Linked DNA regions of Mus musculus: region 2 is linked to region 1. A link is a contact called in public HiChIP or PLAC-seq data. All regions are on one chromosome and are shown on one strand. The core of a region is the stretch at or near the end of the contact, and the rest is flanking DNA. Distances in the headings are between cores, read along the strand shown.

Region 1 (7,283 bases), core at 3,576-6,075:
GGGCTGGGACTTTTGGAGGCAGTCCCTTAGCTGAGAATTAACCCAGACAATGGGTAATTCCTTTAGCTTCTCGTCACTTTGCCAAGAACAATAAGCAACTGGAGACTGTGCAGCTTTGGAGACACAAAGCCCTGCGCACAGGCTGCTCACGCAACGGGCTCAGGGCTTTGACTGCCAAGAGCTGCATTCACGTGGATATTCTGCCTACCGCTGATACTTGAGGGGCTTTTGTTTTGCTTTGCTTAGATTTGTTTATTTTTATCTCACAGGTATGAGAGTTTTGCCTCTATGCATTCCGCGCATGCCCTTGCAGAGGTAAGAAGAGTGTTAGATTCCCTGGAACTGGAGTTAATGGATGTTTTGGGGGAGGGGGAGGGGGAGTGCGAGCACGCTAGCCAAGCAAGATGACAGTTCAGTTCAGTACAACTCAGTAGCCAGTGTAGGTTCAAACTTTGAGATCCCAAGTAGCTTATTGTAGGCATATTAAATGTGCACAGCCCAATTTGGCAAAAAAAGTTTCCTGGTGATAATTAATTCAATCCTGTGTGCACAACAAACCTTAGAACACTGAAACTCTTTGTAAAGTACATGTGGCATCTATAGATGGGTTCTATAGATTCTCTGAGAAAAGCAAGCTCAAGATAAGCGACCGGGTGTGGGGGGTGGGGAGGGTCCTGCGTGGTCTCAGCCACGTAAATAGCACAAAGGTCACCATGCTATTAACCACGCCCACTCCCAACCGTGGAGAAGGAAAACAGGTTAGACATCTCTCCTTTGGAGAAACAACCCTGTGTATTTAGCGTTCCTGGTTCCCCTAGTGTTCATCTGTGAACACAAGGACCTCTGTGGCTCCCACAGTGGTAAAGCTGGTGGGTGCTGGTAACTTTACGTAGGTTTTTTCAAGCTCAGCAAATGCTCTGAGCTGCTGGGCCATCTCTCCAGCCCCAGTTGAGAATTTTGCTTTACTTCGCGTGTGTACTATCCAATACCTGTGTGAATCCGAGGATAGCTTGCAGGAACTGGCTTTCTCTTTCTACTACATAGGCTCCTGACCTCAAGCACAAGCTTGGCAGTAAGCACCTTGCCTGCTGAGCTGGCCTGGGGAAGCTCTGTCTGTTTTGACTTTTAATGGAGGAGGTGAGATCCAAGCCTGAAGAAATAGCATATCAAAGTGTTTGGAGCCAGGTTAGAGTTCCTGGACTGCCTTAGTTAACAGAAAGCAGCAGAGGCTCTTCTTGGATTGTTTTCTGGGCACAGGTGGGGAGCCGGGTGAAGGGAAACACCTTATTAAGTGCTGTGAGGTCAATTTGGTCCCAAACAATCAAGGAAAGCAGGGTACATAAAGAGCTCTCTCTACTGAGACAGTCAGTTCCAGTTTCTGCAAGATCGTTGTTGGTGCGATCATTTTGTCCATTAGCATCTATTGATGCCAGCCAGAAAGCAAGGACCAGAAGAAACTGAAGAAACAGAGATACGGTTTGTTTGATGGGCTGTTGTTGCGGTAAATCTCCAACCCAAATATGCCCCAGCAATGAAAACACAACTCAATTAATATGATTACATGCTGTGCGCCTAGATTGGGCAGATCTACCGCTACACTACCATCTTCCACAGCTTATGAGACCCCTTAGAACTTGCGGTTTCTCCAGGCCATGTGCTTCTGCTCCACTTTTCTTTGTCTTCCTCCTCCTCTGCATCCTCTCCCTCTTCCATTTTCTCCTTCTCCTCTCTCCCTACCTTCCTCTCCACCTTCCCTTTTATCTGTCCAACCATCAGCTCTCATTTATTTTACAAATTAAGGTGGGAAGCAGGTTTACAGGAAATCACCTGAGTGCTGACTCAGTCCTTGTTTGCAGCCCCTCACAGAACGGAATTAACATCAAATACAATTATCCACAACGGGCTATAAAGCACAGAGGACTCAGAACATAAAATCCTGTTGTTCACCATCACTGGTGTGTTCATTGTGTCCCATCGCCCTTCAGAAAGGAATGTGAGCTTTGGAGGGGGCCTCTGTACTAACAGTTACTATCCCCACTAATGTCTTCCCAGGTTCCTCAGAGCACCAGTCAAGTCTGCAACAATGTTATTTATCATATCATCTGACTCTCACTCTCACCCCAGATGGGCACTGGCCGGGTCCTTGGCACTCCAGCAGTCCCTGGCATCTGAGCCAGATGGAACTCAGAGGATTTTAAGGGTGCTCTTAAGAATTAAGGAAGAGAGTCTCAAGGCCCAGTAAGGATTGCCTTTAACCCACAATTTTTTTCTGGTAAATCTGAATTGGAAAACTGCAAGAGGTGTGTGGCTGAGGCTGTATGCTTTCCCAAAGGTGCCTCCTGGAGAAGAGCCATCATCCAGGAGCTGGTGCACAGGGGAGATGGTTCATAGCTTAATAAACCCAACGCACGCTGAAAATGTAGGTTGCAGTGCCACAGTTCACCGTGGGCTATCAGCTGGTTCCTTGGTGATCTCCAGGATGACCGAAAGCCATTATTCTGTCCACTGTCAATGTAAGAGAAGGTGGCACTGCAGGTGCGAGGAAGAGGTCCCAACTTGAAATTAGAATTGTGATATCCAAAGTGTACGTGTTGTTTTCTCACCATCGTAAAATTGCAGCTTTGAACTTTGACCCTCCAACTGAAAGACCCACACGTGAGGACTCCCCCATGTTCTGACTCAGGTGAGGCAACACCCCAAATCACTCACGCTATCTCGTGACTCGGGTGGGGGTATCCCCACGGAGGTCTTTCACTACCTTCATCTTCTCAGTACTCCCATTGCCCACTGGGGATTAACTCCAAGGGTTTGTGCTGTTAGGAAAACACTTTACCCACTGAGCTATGGCCCCATGCCCTGCGTTGTGATGCTCTGATCCACCAGGTTCATCTCCATCACGTATATGGTACTATCTGTGCCATACAGTGCATGCCTTACTTCCCTTGCCTATAAAATGGTCATGATGCTGTTGGGAGGATTCCAAAGCCTAGAGGGCCTAAGAGCTAGCACCCTTTTAAGTGCAAAACACAACTTTGAAATGATGGGTGAGGAGGGCAGAATGTGGCACAAGGAAAACAAGCATGTAGATCAAGCTGTTTCCAGGTAACTGCCATCTCTCCACTATAACACATTCTGTGTCTCAAATATGGAGAGAAGGATTAGGAGACAGACATCTGGACCTTCTCTAGAACACTCAACCTCGTGAACATGGTTCTGTGGACCCCAAACTGCCTTGCACTCTGTCAATGATGACTGGGTCTCCTGAAAGTCAGCTGATGCACAAAGTAGACAATACAAGACCCTTCCATCTCCCTTCCCCAGCTAGCCTTTGGGCTCCATTAGCATTCCACTTAATGAGGTCATTGTGTTGTGGGCCCAGCTATCATGTTTGTCCCTCCTTCCCATTGTTCTTTGTATCGCAGTCTATAAGAGGAGGCCCATCTGTCTGTTCCTTTGGATATTATTTTATTTCCACTATATGTTTAAGAAACCTGAGATTCTGAAAGATTGACTCTACAAGTCTCCTCGGGTAATGAACTTTGGAGACAAATTTGAAACTGGTTTGCTGATCAAAGCCACTGAAAGCAACTTAATGATGTGAAAAGGAATTCCATCGCAAAATTCTTGCAAACGATAAGCTTTGTTACACAGTGAAATGGAATAAAATTGGTCACCTCGGGGTTTAGCTAGTTTTCATTCTTCCCCATGGCATTGTATGCTATTTAAGGTCCATGTACATGTTTACAATGTCTTTGCTGTAACGGAAAAACTTGATCCTTGTCTTCATCTACACAAAACAATGCTTTTGTGATCTATCAACTCAGAAAAAGAAAGTGCTTTGGGAAATAAACTACCATGTAAGGGACTGATCAGAAGAAAAAACAAAAAGAATACCATCACTAGGTAGGAAACTGTGCCCTCGGGATGCAGGAGGCCAGAGCTGGGACAGGTGGGATCAGTGGGTTCTGAACCTTCAAGTAAATGGTGGACTTCAGGGAAGATGAGGAAATTGGAGGAGGAAGGAGAGGAGGAGAGGAAGAGGAAGAAGAAGGAGAGGAGGAGAAGAGGAGGAGGAGGAAGAGACTGCAGAGTCTCCAATTGCTCAGAGCTTTCATTCTGGGCTGCAGCCCTCACTCCCCCAGCCCTACCCCATGGAGGAGCCAGGCACAGCAGGAGAACCTCTGGGAAGTAAGGGATCAAAGGATGCCAGCCTGGTCCAGGACCGCATCCAGCCTTCTTTCAAACAGCAAGCTTTCTGGTGATGCTGGTATGATATTTTACAAGAGTCACCCTTGAAGACCCTTGCACTGACCAGCTGATTAGAGGGTATGAGGTACAATGCCAATTTTGTTTCCTTCCGCTGGCTTTGCTGCCTAACACAAGGAGACTTTTGGACAAAGCTGTGTACCTGAACCAACACACATTTCCTCCAGAGGGCAACTCTCTAGGACTCGTTTCTATAAGTTAAATAAAACTCAACAGCCCACAAGGAAAGGATTAAAATGGCATTTGCAGTAAGTTTTTACATTGAGTGGTGGAAAACCTCGATTCCCGAGGTCCCGAGGTCTTCCTTCCCTGGACACAGTGCTGGTGGTCCCGATTTGTAAGTTCCACCCCTGTTCTCCATCCCCAGTTGATGTTGTAGTTTTGACCCTACCTCTGTGGCCCAGAGGCCATTCTGTTTCTGGGTCAGAGGGCCTGAGCTGAGGTTCTGTGAGTTGGGACATTGGGTCCCACAGTTCATCTTCTTCTCTGGGTTGGCTATTCCACCCGGGGCTGCAGGTCGGAGCACCCCGTTAGAGGACAGTCCGTCTTCCAGCACACCTGGGGAGGCAAGGAGAGAATGGCACCAGAGGCTTGCAAATGGCAGCTGTTACAAGCAATCCCAAGGTGGCAAAGAAAGGGCAGCTAATAGCAAAAGGTGGCCTCAAGTTCCACCTGGTAAAGCTATCTTTTCCTGTAAGAATACGTGTGTTTTTACGTTAAAAATAAGATTTAAAAATAGCTTTGTAGCTTGAAGTTTTCACTTAACACATTGATGGCAACTTTTCCACATTATTAAACACTCGGCCATGTTATTTTTTACACGTCTGCTGGTCGTACGAACAAGCAATCATTTAACCAATGCCCTCTAACTGGATATTTGTTTCCACGTTCTAATGCTAGATGTTACTGGAATAACATTCCTTTTGATTAATAATTTTATTCCTAGTGGTTCTCTGGGATAAATTCCTAGAAGTAAGGTCACTCTCTTGACGGTTACACAAAGATAATTTTTCCTAGTCTCCACCTATTGGACTGAGCAAGTGTGTCTCCCACAACAAATGCCAAGAAACACAGAACTTCAAATAAATGACCTCACTAAAAAGCAAAAGGAGGACAAGATGGGAATTCAGGACACACAACAAGTACCTGATTTGTAGGAGAAAAAGGCCCAGGGATCAAAGAAGGGATCTGCCAAATGAGCGGAGAGAAGCCAGCCAGATGCCACAGGAGTTACGGGCATGAGGGAACAGCCAGAGAGGCCATCCCTTTTCCTCCACCAGCCTAGTCTAGATGGCCGTCCACCATCTGGGACTTGGCTCACAACAGGAAGCTGTACCCAGGGGCCTTGAATTTCACTTGTATGACTCAAATTCAAAAATAAAATGACTAAGAGTGTCAAGACAGTGTTCACTGAGCTTTGAATTTGAGCCAGGCCCTTTCTGAGCCCAGGAGGTCCTGGGCTCATGACTGCAGCTGATTTGCTGAAAGTGACCAGCCAGTCTTTTGTATAGGCTACACTTCTGGGTAACAGAGGGAAATGTAGTTTACTTTGTCCTTTTTCTGTATTTTCACATTTTGGTAAGAAATACAAGCTAGATTCACACAACAGAAACACGGGGTTTGTGGCTGACCTTTTGGGGTACCCTCTTAAGCAATCTAGAAAGGTTACATATGGCAACGATCCCTGGCTGGCCTCATTTTTTTAGCTTGCTATCAGAACATCTCAGCTTATAGGCCAGGCTCGGTAGGCTAGTCGGTAAGCACTTAGCTGATTGTGTGAGTCATAAGTTAAGAATGTAACCAACATGGCTAAAGAGAGGATTGTGAGGAAGAGACAGCTGGTGCTAGGCCATAAATAATGCTTACCCTGTCTGTGTCAGACATCGTTAGAGCCTTTGTGCATGTTGCCCCTTTAACCCTCACAGGAGCCCTGTGAACTAGGAACCATGATCCATGCTCAGTGACTAAAGTAGCCCCTGCATTGATGCTGGGTGCCATCTGCTTATCTGTTGCTTACCACTCTCTTCCTACTCCAGCCTGGGGTGGGGGACTTGCCCTTACTGTAAAGGAGGAGACATTGAAGTCTAATTCTAGACCTGTGCTTTTCTGAGGCTTGGGGTACAAGCAAGTGCTTCCTCCTAGTAAAACTCCCAAGCAGGCTGCTCTCAACCTTAGTGCTTAGGAAACCCATTAATGGTGTCTTAAAATGCAAATCCTGACATCCATTGGCCCAGATTTCTGATTCAGTAGAGACTCAGGAACATGGATTTCTGAAAGTCCCCCTAGATTCTGAGGCAGAGGACTTTAGAGACTGCACAGGATCCTTATATTATGATCATAGATGTAGCTGCTACATACAGATCTCCATCTAACAGATTAATGCTCTTGCTTATTCTGAGGGTTATGGGCAAAATGCTTATCTTTATTTGTCTCACAGTGGATTCTGGAAAAGCATCATAAACTGAGATAAATTTGCCAGCTCCTTAAAATTTGCCTGCCCCTAGAGAGGCAACATCCTAATGTGAACATCTTCCACAAAATTTCCATCCCGGAGACAAACCAAATGACTGACTTTGTCAAAAGCTGGGAAACAGACATGCCGCTGCTTGATAAACTGCGACCAGTGGCTTCTTGCCAAAGCTTCTGGCTATTTTAGAAATGAAGCCGAGTAGGAGGGCAGACTGCAGAAGTTTAAAATGGTAGCTGGCAGCCACATGCAGAACAAGTTTGCTCCTCAACCTCAGCACCTTGCTATCCCTGGTGAAGGTGATCAGAAAGTCTGTCCAAAGTCATAAAGAAATGGCTGCAAGTATTTTCCCTCAATGAACGAAAATCGAAGTGTAAGAGGTTGGTAACATGTTTGAGAAGAATCTCTGATGTTACATCAGAGGGAACCCTGGCTCATGAAGCCCTGTCTAGGCTCAGATCCAGAACACATGCCCAGTGGTAATTTTGTCTGAATTAAGATATAAATTAAATTATTAGTACTCAACCACTTACTGAGAGTTTGTCTTCTA
Region 2 (7,726 bases), core at 3,586-6,085, 260 kb before region 1:
GTGGCATATTTATTACTGAAATTCTGACCAAGCTTACCACACACGGAGTTGGCAAGGAAGTAGGAAAGTCTCCTCGGTATACATACTTCCTCTTCCAAAATAAATTTGGTAGTATTTATTGAAGTTTACTGACTCATTAAAAGAACAATTTATTTCTAAAAATTTAGCCCAAAGATACAGTCTCCACATTAAAAACAGTGTATCAAAGTACTGTCTCCAGTGGAAAACAAAGACAACCAAAGTATCTAAAAGTATGTCATTAGTTCAAGAAATTTCGAAACATTCAACAAATGGGACAGATACTGACACTTAACCCAGTGTGGAATTCATTTCCCAAAATGCAGGACGCATTTGCACTTCTTTGTACACAAATACACATACATGCATGAGCACTAATATATAAACACATCTAGTTACATGAGTATATATATTTGTACCTCAATTTTATCGTGCAAAGAATAAATGTTCTAGTAACAATAATTGCACATAGGCAAATTGGTAAATAAGATATTTTGTAGCAAAAGTATATATTATCTATTAAATAAAAATTGTAAATTAACTTCAGAAACCACTTATAAAATTGCACTATTAAAAAATTTAAGCTGGATGTGGTGGCGCATACATGGATATTACCAGCACTTGGGAGGCAGAATCGATCAGATCTGTGTGAGTTTGAGGCCAGCCTGGTCTACACAGTTAATTCCAGGACAGCCAGGGCTATGTAGAAAGACCCTGTCCTAAAATAAAATAAAATAAAATAAAATAAAATAAAACATTAGCCAGAAACTGTAGCATATACCTTTAATACTAGCCTAGCACTTGGGTGGCAGGGACAGGTGGATCTCTGAGTTTTAAGGCCAGTCTGGTCTATGTACCAAATTCCAAACAAGCCAGGGCTACAAAGCAATACCCTGTCTCAAGCATAAATAAATGAATTAAACTAAGTACAATAAAACATTTATAACTCCTCATATGTGTATACAGTATGTACTTGTTAACTTAATCTGTCATGGATGTGCTTTATTCTTTCGATTTGAGGAACATGTTGTCCTATCAACATTAATAGAAAGCCCAAGCTGAGAACAAAGACAATACACATCTCCTGAAAAGCATAAATAGGTGTGGTAGCTCAATGACTGGTCATCCCAGCACTTGGGATTAGAAAGGCAGAGGCAGAAGAATCATTTAAGGTCAACCTGGGCTACACAGAAAGACACTATCAAATGAAAGAAAGGGAGGAAAAGAGCGGAAAAGATTTTAAAAAAAAAAGTAGGGAGAAAGAGAAGGAAGAAGTGTTCAAAATACTTTGTATAAAAAGACTATGTTGCGAACATAATAAAACCACATTACACATTTCCTGAATACCTTTCTACTTGATTTTTAGTCAGACCAAAATAAAATAAAAACAAAAGACAATGGTAATACACAGTCCCTAAATAGTTTTTCTTTCAAAACAATGAATCGTCTTTTTTCCACAGAATGAGTGAACTGTTTCATTTGCATGGTAGTTCAGCTCAACATTACTTCCTAGGTACCTATTATGTGTTAAGATGCCAAGGAGCAAGATAACCAGTGACTCCTCAAGGCTCAGGGCTGAACCGGCTGCAGGAATTCATGTAAGGGCACTTTTGTTTTCTTTTGTTTTAGTAATTAACAAGGGGGTTAGTGGGATATAAAATGCTTTGAAAAATACAGTACCTCATTCACATGGAAGATAGTATTGTTTGATAGACAGAAGACTTCCTGGGTATGTATGCATAGCTGGGCCTTAAAGAAATCACTGATAATGAAGTACGAATCATTTCTAATTACTCAGTCTCTTAAAAGAGAATTCAGTGTGGTGGCCTCAACTTGTTTTGATGGCTCACCTTTCTTATTGAAAACATCTCAGGCATGATCTCTTAATGTATGCATTTATTCATAAATTATATTCATGTTAGTATTAGCTGACCATACTAAGCATTAATGGGGCTTAGTCTTTTTTTCTTCAAAGATGGGACTATATGTTTAATCTGTTCTTGTATTCCAGTATATCATCTTGTGAATCCCTTGGGTATACACATCTTACTTTGAATAATATTTAGTATGGATACTGAGACTCACAGATCACACAAAATATTTTTATCCAGCCTTCAATTTCTTCACACATCAAACTTATTTTTATTATGATAGTTAAAGAGTAGCAGATACAAATTTGAATTTTAGTTTACTTCTCTGTGCCTATGACCTTCTCTCAGGAAAGATGCTAGCTAACATTCAGTTAAATGACAGACAGTTTAGTGAGGAGCTGATATATGGTCCTAGATTTTCAAGAGAAAGAGTAAACACAACTATCAGGATTATTTTTTCTACACAGCATATTTGTTATTTAACACCCAAGGCTGGAAACATATTATTTAATAAATGGTCAAATTTTTTCAAACTGATTTGCCTCTTGTTCCTGCAATACTATTATAAAGTTTACTCTCAGTTTCCTTGTCCACTCTCATTTCAAAAACATTTTAAAGAACATTTAAAACTATGTGAATAACTACTTAAATCTGAGTCTATATTTCTCGTTGATGTGATTTCACATATTATATAGCTATATTTAGAGACTGTGTCTGGCTAAATAAAGTGAAATAAATATACAAACATATATTTGCAAAATATGGAGGTTTACTTAGAGATGTGCACATATATACTTGACCTGGAAAACCCTTTTTAAACATCTATTCAGTAAAATACGCTCTTCATTTTGAGCAATTTGTAGTTCAGTACTCAAACAGTCACTAAAATGTCCATATATTGAAACTGTGAATAAAAACTACATAAGATTAACTAGCCAATAAACACTATGCTTCAGTTTACTATAAATAAAACCCCATTTCCATTTAAATATGTAGGTCAAAGAAATAAAGCCATATTTTATTTGAGCATCATTTTGGCAACACTGATTTTCAGCAACTATATTAAGAAGTGTAAATTTATATATCTGAATATAAATCGTAATGATCAGAATCTTAGCACATACTAGTATATAGATTAAAGTTGAGCAAAGTTAGAGTATGCTCAAAAAGCTTTTTTAAAAACTATTTTTATTATTCCATAGTTTAAACTGATTAAATTTCTTAACTTTTTATTCCTATCCTATGACCATGAATAAGCCAAATTCCCTAGTAAATATTCAAACCTAAAAATTAGTATTGAAGCAATTCCTAATTGTTCTTTTATTATTTTGTGAGAACTTGTATCTTTTAAAGATATATATCTATTTGATATGTTTGTTACCATAGGTTATGTAAAATCTGCTTCACTAAAATGTGAGAAGATGTACATCTAGACAAGGTGTGTTTTCATTTGTAAAAAAAAAAAATACTGAATTCAACAACCTGTTTTCAAAATAAGTGGTGAAGGTCAGTAAGCTATTTCTTTTCAAGGAGGAAGTCAACGCTTTTAGTTGTGTGTTTCTATAGCGATTATGGGAAAGTGTATTCGGTGACATGCAAGAGAACTGCCCTCCCTCTCTTTAGGCATATACAGGTTAATTTTTATAGTGAGTAACGACTTGGACAAACATTAAAGGGTTACAGATCTTTACAGATCCAGACAATGACTTTCCAGAAGCAACCGAGATATAAAAAATCATAAAACATTTAAAAGCAAACCTGTAGAAACAATCTCAGCTACAGTGCTACACTGACAAGGAATCCCAAAGTAAAGGAAAACTCATTCTGGACAGTTCCCTGGTGCTGAAGTTACACCGCCTCTAAACCGATGCTTGGGTGCTACTTTCACGCCTCCCACCCTCGCCAAAACCCCGCTGGCTGGACTGTGAGCAAACATAGTAGAACTTCACAAGCAGGGAGCAACCCAAACTGCCACGATGGTAGGAAGTGGAGTCTCCTCGGGATCCTACAGATTTACTAGTTGCAAACAGGAAGAACAGCAGCAGAGTGCAGGGTGTTAGCACCCGCCGAGGGGGAGGGGCTGGAAGATGGCGGCGGCCGCACACCCACCCGAGACGAGACGAGACCGCGCTTAGGCCCCCTCGCCCGCCCCGCAGCCTTCCTGTCCGCTGCGACCGTGGGCAGCGCAGCTCCTCCCGGGGCTGGGGACGGAGCCGGCCCTCGCAGGCGCGGGACGAGCGACCCCGGTGGCACCGGCACCCCGGGCCTGGGCGCTTCACCCGGGTCCGGCCCGGGAGCACCTGTGCACGGCCATATTGGATTCCTTGCCCCAGTCACTGCCTCCGCGCGGGGGCGGCGGGAAAGGAAATGGGACGCGAGGAGCCAGGGTTCAGCCTCATCCCGGGAGCCGAAGTGGCCCGCGGGGAAAGCCGGAGGGCGCCGGGGAAACCGCCGCCTCCCCGAGCTCGCCACCGTCACCTCAGCCGGCCTCGGCGCCCTCCCTCCGCGACACACACCCCCGCGGCTGACAACTAGAAAGCGACCCTGGCGGCCGCGGGCCGCAGCCCTCGTGGCCCCCGCGCCACCGGCGGGGAGGAAAGGCGGCGATCCCCGGCGCGCGGGCGGTCGCGGGGAAGCGGCCGAGGGGGGCGGAGGGCAGGGAGGGAGGCGGGAAGATGGAGCCGGGTCCTTACTTGAGCACGGACTGCTCCTTCTCCTCTTCTTTCTTCTGACGATCCATGACAGCCAGGATGATTTTCCTCTCCTCTTCCGTGAGGTGGCTGAGGTCCGGCATCTCGGGCTGCGGAGGAGGTTGAGAGGCCGCCGGGGTGGGAGCCGGGCGGCCCCGGGGCCCGAGCGGAGCCGACATGTTTGGCGGAGCCGAACCACCCTAGGGAAGCAGGGAGGCAACTCCGCTGGCAGCCGCGGCTCGGGCGCGGGCGGCTGGGGCAGCCTCCGGGGCTGGGACAAATGCATACAAATCAATGGCCTTCAATCCGAGGCGACAGCCCCCCTCCCCCAGGAAAGAAGGCAGGGGGAGGGGAGGGCCGAGGGGGGAGGGCTGAGGAGTGCGCTCGGGGAAATGTTTCTTCTTCCCGGGGGCGAAGGGCTGCCAAGTGAGCGGTTCGCGGGAGCGAGGAGCTGGAGGCCCCGACGCCGAGTGCGCGGAGCGGCGGGGGAGGGCGGTGGAGTAAGGTGGCGGGGACGGCTGAGGGTGGGGTGACTGGAGGGAGGCGGCCGCGGGCCGGGGCGCGAGTGTCCGGCGCGGCGGCGGAGCGGAGCGGGAAGCGCTGCCCGCGAGCCCGACCCCTGGGGAGTCCCGGGAACTCGCCCCGAGCGCCCGGAGGCGGCGAGAGCGGCCGTCCCGCCGGCTGGCGCGTCACCGGGCTCCGGGGCTCCGCGAGGGAGGACCCCTCCGGGAACCACGAGGCGCGGGCTGCGGCAGGGGACCCCAGCCCCCACCCCGGCCCCAGACGGCCGATCTTCCGGCCCGCGGCCCGCGGCTGCCAACGCCCGGACCCAAGTGAGCTCGCGCGCGCCGCGGGGCCGGCCGCCCGCCGCGCCTCATCACGCGCCCGCCCGGGGTCCCGCCGCCGCCGCCCCCAGTGTCCGCGGAGTCGGCGCGGCGGGCCCGCTAGGTGCACTCGCCCGCGCCGCCTCTGCCTCGCCGACTCTTCCCGCCGGGCCCGTGTCCCCTGCGAACCGCCCAGGCCCGGACTCGGCCGACGCTCGCCCCGGACCCTGCTAACGGCTGGGGCGGGGCGGGGAGCTGTGAGGAGCAGGGCGGCGAGGGAGCGGGCGCCCCGGGGTGCGGGGCTGTGGGCGGTGGGGGCGGGAGGATCTCAGGTGGCTGGCGCCGAGCCTGAGGGACCGGGCGCCCCCCGAGCTGTCCCGGGCGGGGTACTGGACCCTGGACGAGGGAAGATCGGAGCAGGTGGGTGTCCCTGCGGTGTCAGCGGCCCGGGACTCGCAGCGGGGAAGAGCCTGAGGGAGTGGAAAGGACCTGGGCGGGAGTGCGGAAGTTCTGGAAAACTGGGTTGTCGGTACCCGCTGCACGGAGAGGTACAGAAGACAGGATGCTGGGGCGGTTTGCCCGAGGCGATTGGAAGGTGTAAGAGGGAAAGGGTCAGATCACGTCCCCGGAGGAATCGGGCCGTTCAGCCCCTTTCTGCCGGTCACTCTAATCTAGAGAAGAGTCGTTATTGGAGCGTTAGCCTGATTTTAGAAAGCCTGGAGACAGGCTCAGTCAAAGAACAGAAGAAAACCGACTCCAATAGGAGGGAGGTGGCCACCACCGGCGCGGGCTCTCAGAGAAGCCCAGCGCAGCCCAGACAGCTCTCCCTCGGGGCGGGGCGAGCCAGCTGAGGTGATCTGGATCACCCCCTCTTCCTCTTCCTGCCACTAGACAGGTGCTTGGTTAGCAAGGTTACAGTGTTCGTGCGTGTGTATGTACACACCCCTACCACGCCTTCCACACTCGCACTGCTTAGTACTAGGCCAGGTTATAGGCTGGTGAGTAAAACCTTCGGGGTTTGTATTGTATTTACGTGTAGTAAGCTCTCTCCCTCCTTTGTTCCCCAGGTACCATCTGACTAGTCTCAGTTTGAGAGAACTGGGAACAGACAAAGCGGCACTACATGTCTCTTGTGATTTCTAAGCTGAAATATCTATATTGTTTTTCTCCCATCCTTTGTAACTAGAAAGAAAAAAATGGAAACGTTTGCTTATGTTTTGTTTCATATTATTATTACTACTGTTCATTGCTACTACCATTCACCTGTTTTCAACCGGATTCATAATCCAAATTAGCTTTCACTGCTTTGTGCAAACCAAATGAGATCATATTAGCCCAATTGATTTAAGTGTTTTACAGTTGAAGAATTTTTATAAATCTCTAATCCAGCCTCATCAATAGGAAATTGAAGACCAAGATCAGAAGATGTATAAGTATGGTAAATAATAGAGCTGGAGCCAGACTCTAGAAACTAAGTATAATTTAAGACTATCATGCATGGTTTTTAAAGTTAAGACACGAAAACGTGGGTCACTTTAAAATACTTGAACCTAACCCTAGAGCAAATGGATCAGCTTCTAGAACTTAGACCTTAGTCGTGGATACACTTTGAAAATACCCCAGACCACTAATGTCTAGCAAAGGTTGGGGGCCATATATTCTAAGGAAGAAAACACTTCTAAAGAAAATTGAGTCTGTTACCTAAAATTCAAATGCTAAGTTTTATTATACACACACTCCTTTCTTGTCATGCATGGCTGTTACCAAACAGTTGGTATACGTACAGCTTTAACCTAGGAAACACAAACCGCCAGAACACGGTAAATCTCCCTTTAAATGAGACGATAGAACTATAAATACTAGTGTTCCACCTTATTTCTGTTTCCATTTTTAAAAATACCATCCTTCAAAACCCAGCCAACATCATCATCCCAACAGGATCAGAACCCAGAATACACAAACACTGCTGAGTCTGAAGATTCTGAGGTTAAAATAGCTTAGTTATTTCAAATATGTTAAATGTGAACTTGAAAGCAGTTATTCAGATTGGGGAAATGTGGGTTCATTTGCAGCAGACAGTCACCTTCTGGGACCTACATTATTTTCTGCCAGTCATACAGTGTTCTGAGGTCTGTTTCCCTGTCCCACCCCTTCGTCTCCCTGGACAAGACAGTGCCAGTACTTGAAACCTAGTAGGCATGAACCTGAATCTATGCCACAACTGATATAGGAGTGTGAATGGGCTGACTAGGATTCTCTGTTGTTTGGCGGTTTGTTGTTGCTGCTGCATATGTTTTATTCTGCTGTTGTAGTCTTTTGCTAC

What was found. HiChIP or PLAC-seq counts read pairs in DNA pulled down with a chosen protein or histone mark.
Region 2: an H3K27ac HiChIP or PLAC-seq map of epiblast stem cells shows a contact between it and region 1, with 4 times the contacts expected there. The contact joins the promoter of Rims2 here to the promoter of Baalc in region 1. A contact is called at or near these places in 16 of 39 promoter capture datasets (the 3T3-L1 cell line, 3T3-L1-derived adipocytes, the C10 cell line and 11 more), 8 of 484 Hi-C or Micro-C datasets (the HL-1 cell line, the N1E-115 cell line, cerebral cortex and 5 more), 8 of 115 datasets of contacts at active chromatin or transcription factors (embryonic stem cells, epiblast stem cells, forebrain and 2 more) and 3 of 9 other capture datasets (embryonic stem cells, liver and macrophages).

What each region holds. Positions count from the first base shown.
Region 1 is chr15:38,931,451-38,938,733 of GRCm38.p6, reverse strand. Baalc (brain and acute leukemia, cytoplasmic) reads right to left here and starts at 4,825. Exons shown (of 2, transcript NM_080640.6): 1 at 4,658-4,825. The coding sequence starts at 4,825.
Region 2 is chr15:39,195,395-39,203,120 of GRCm38.p6, reverse strand. It overlaps Rims2 (regulating synaptic membrane exocytosis 2), which reads right to left and starts at 4,835. Exons shown (of 27, transcript NM_053271.2): 1 at 4,583-4,835. The coding sequence starts at 4,758.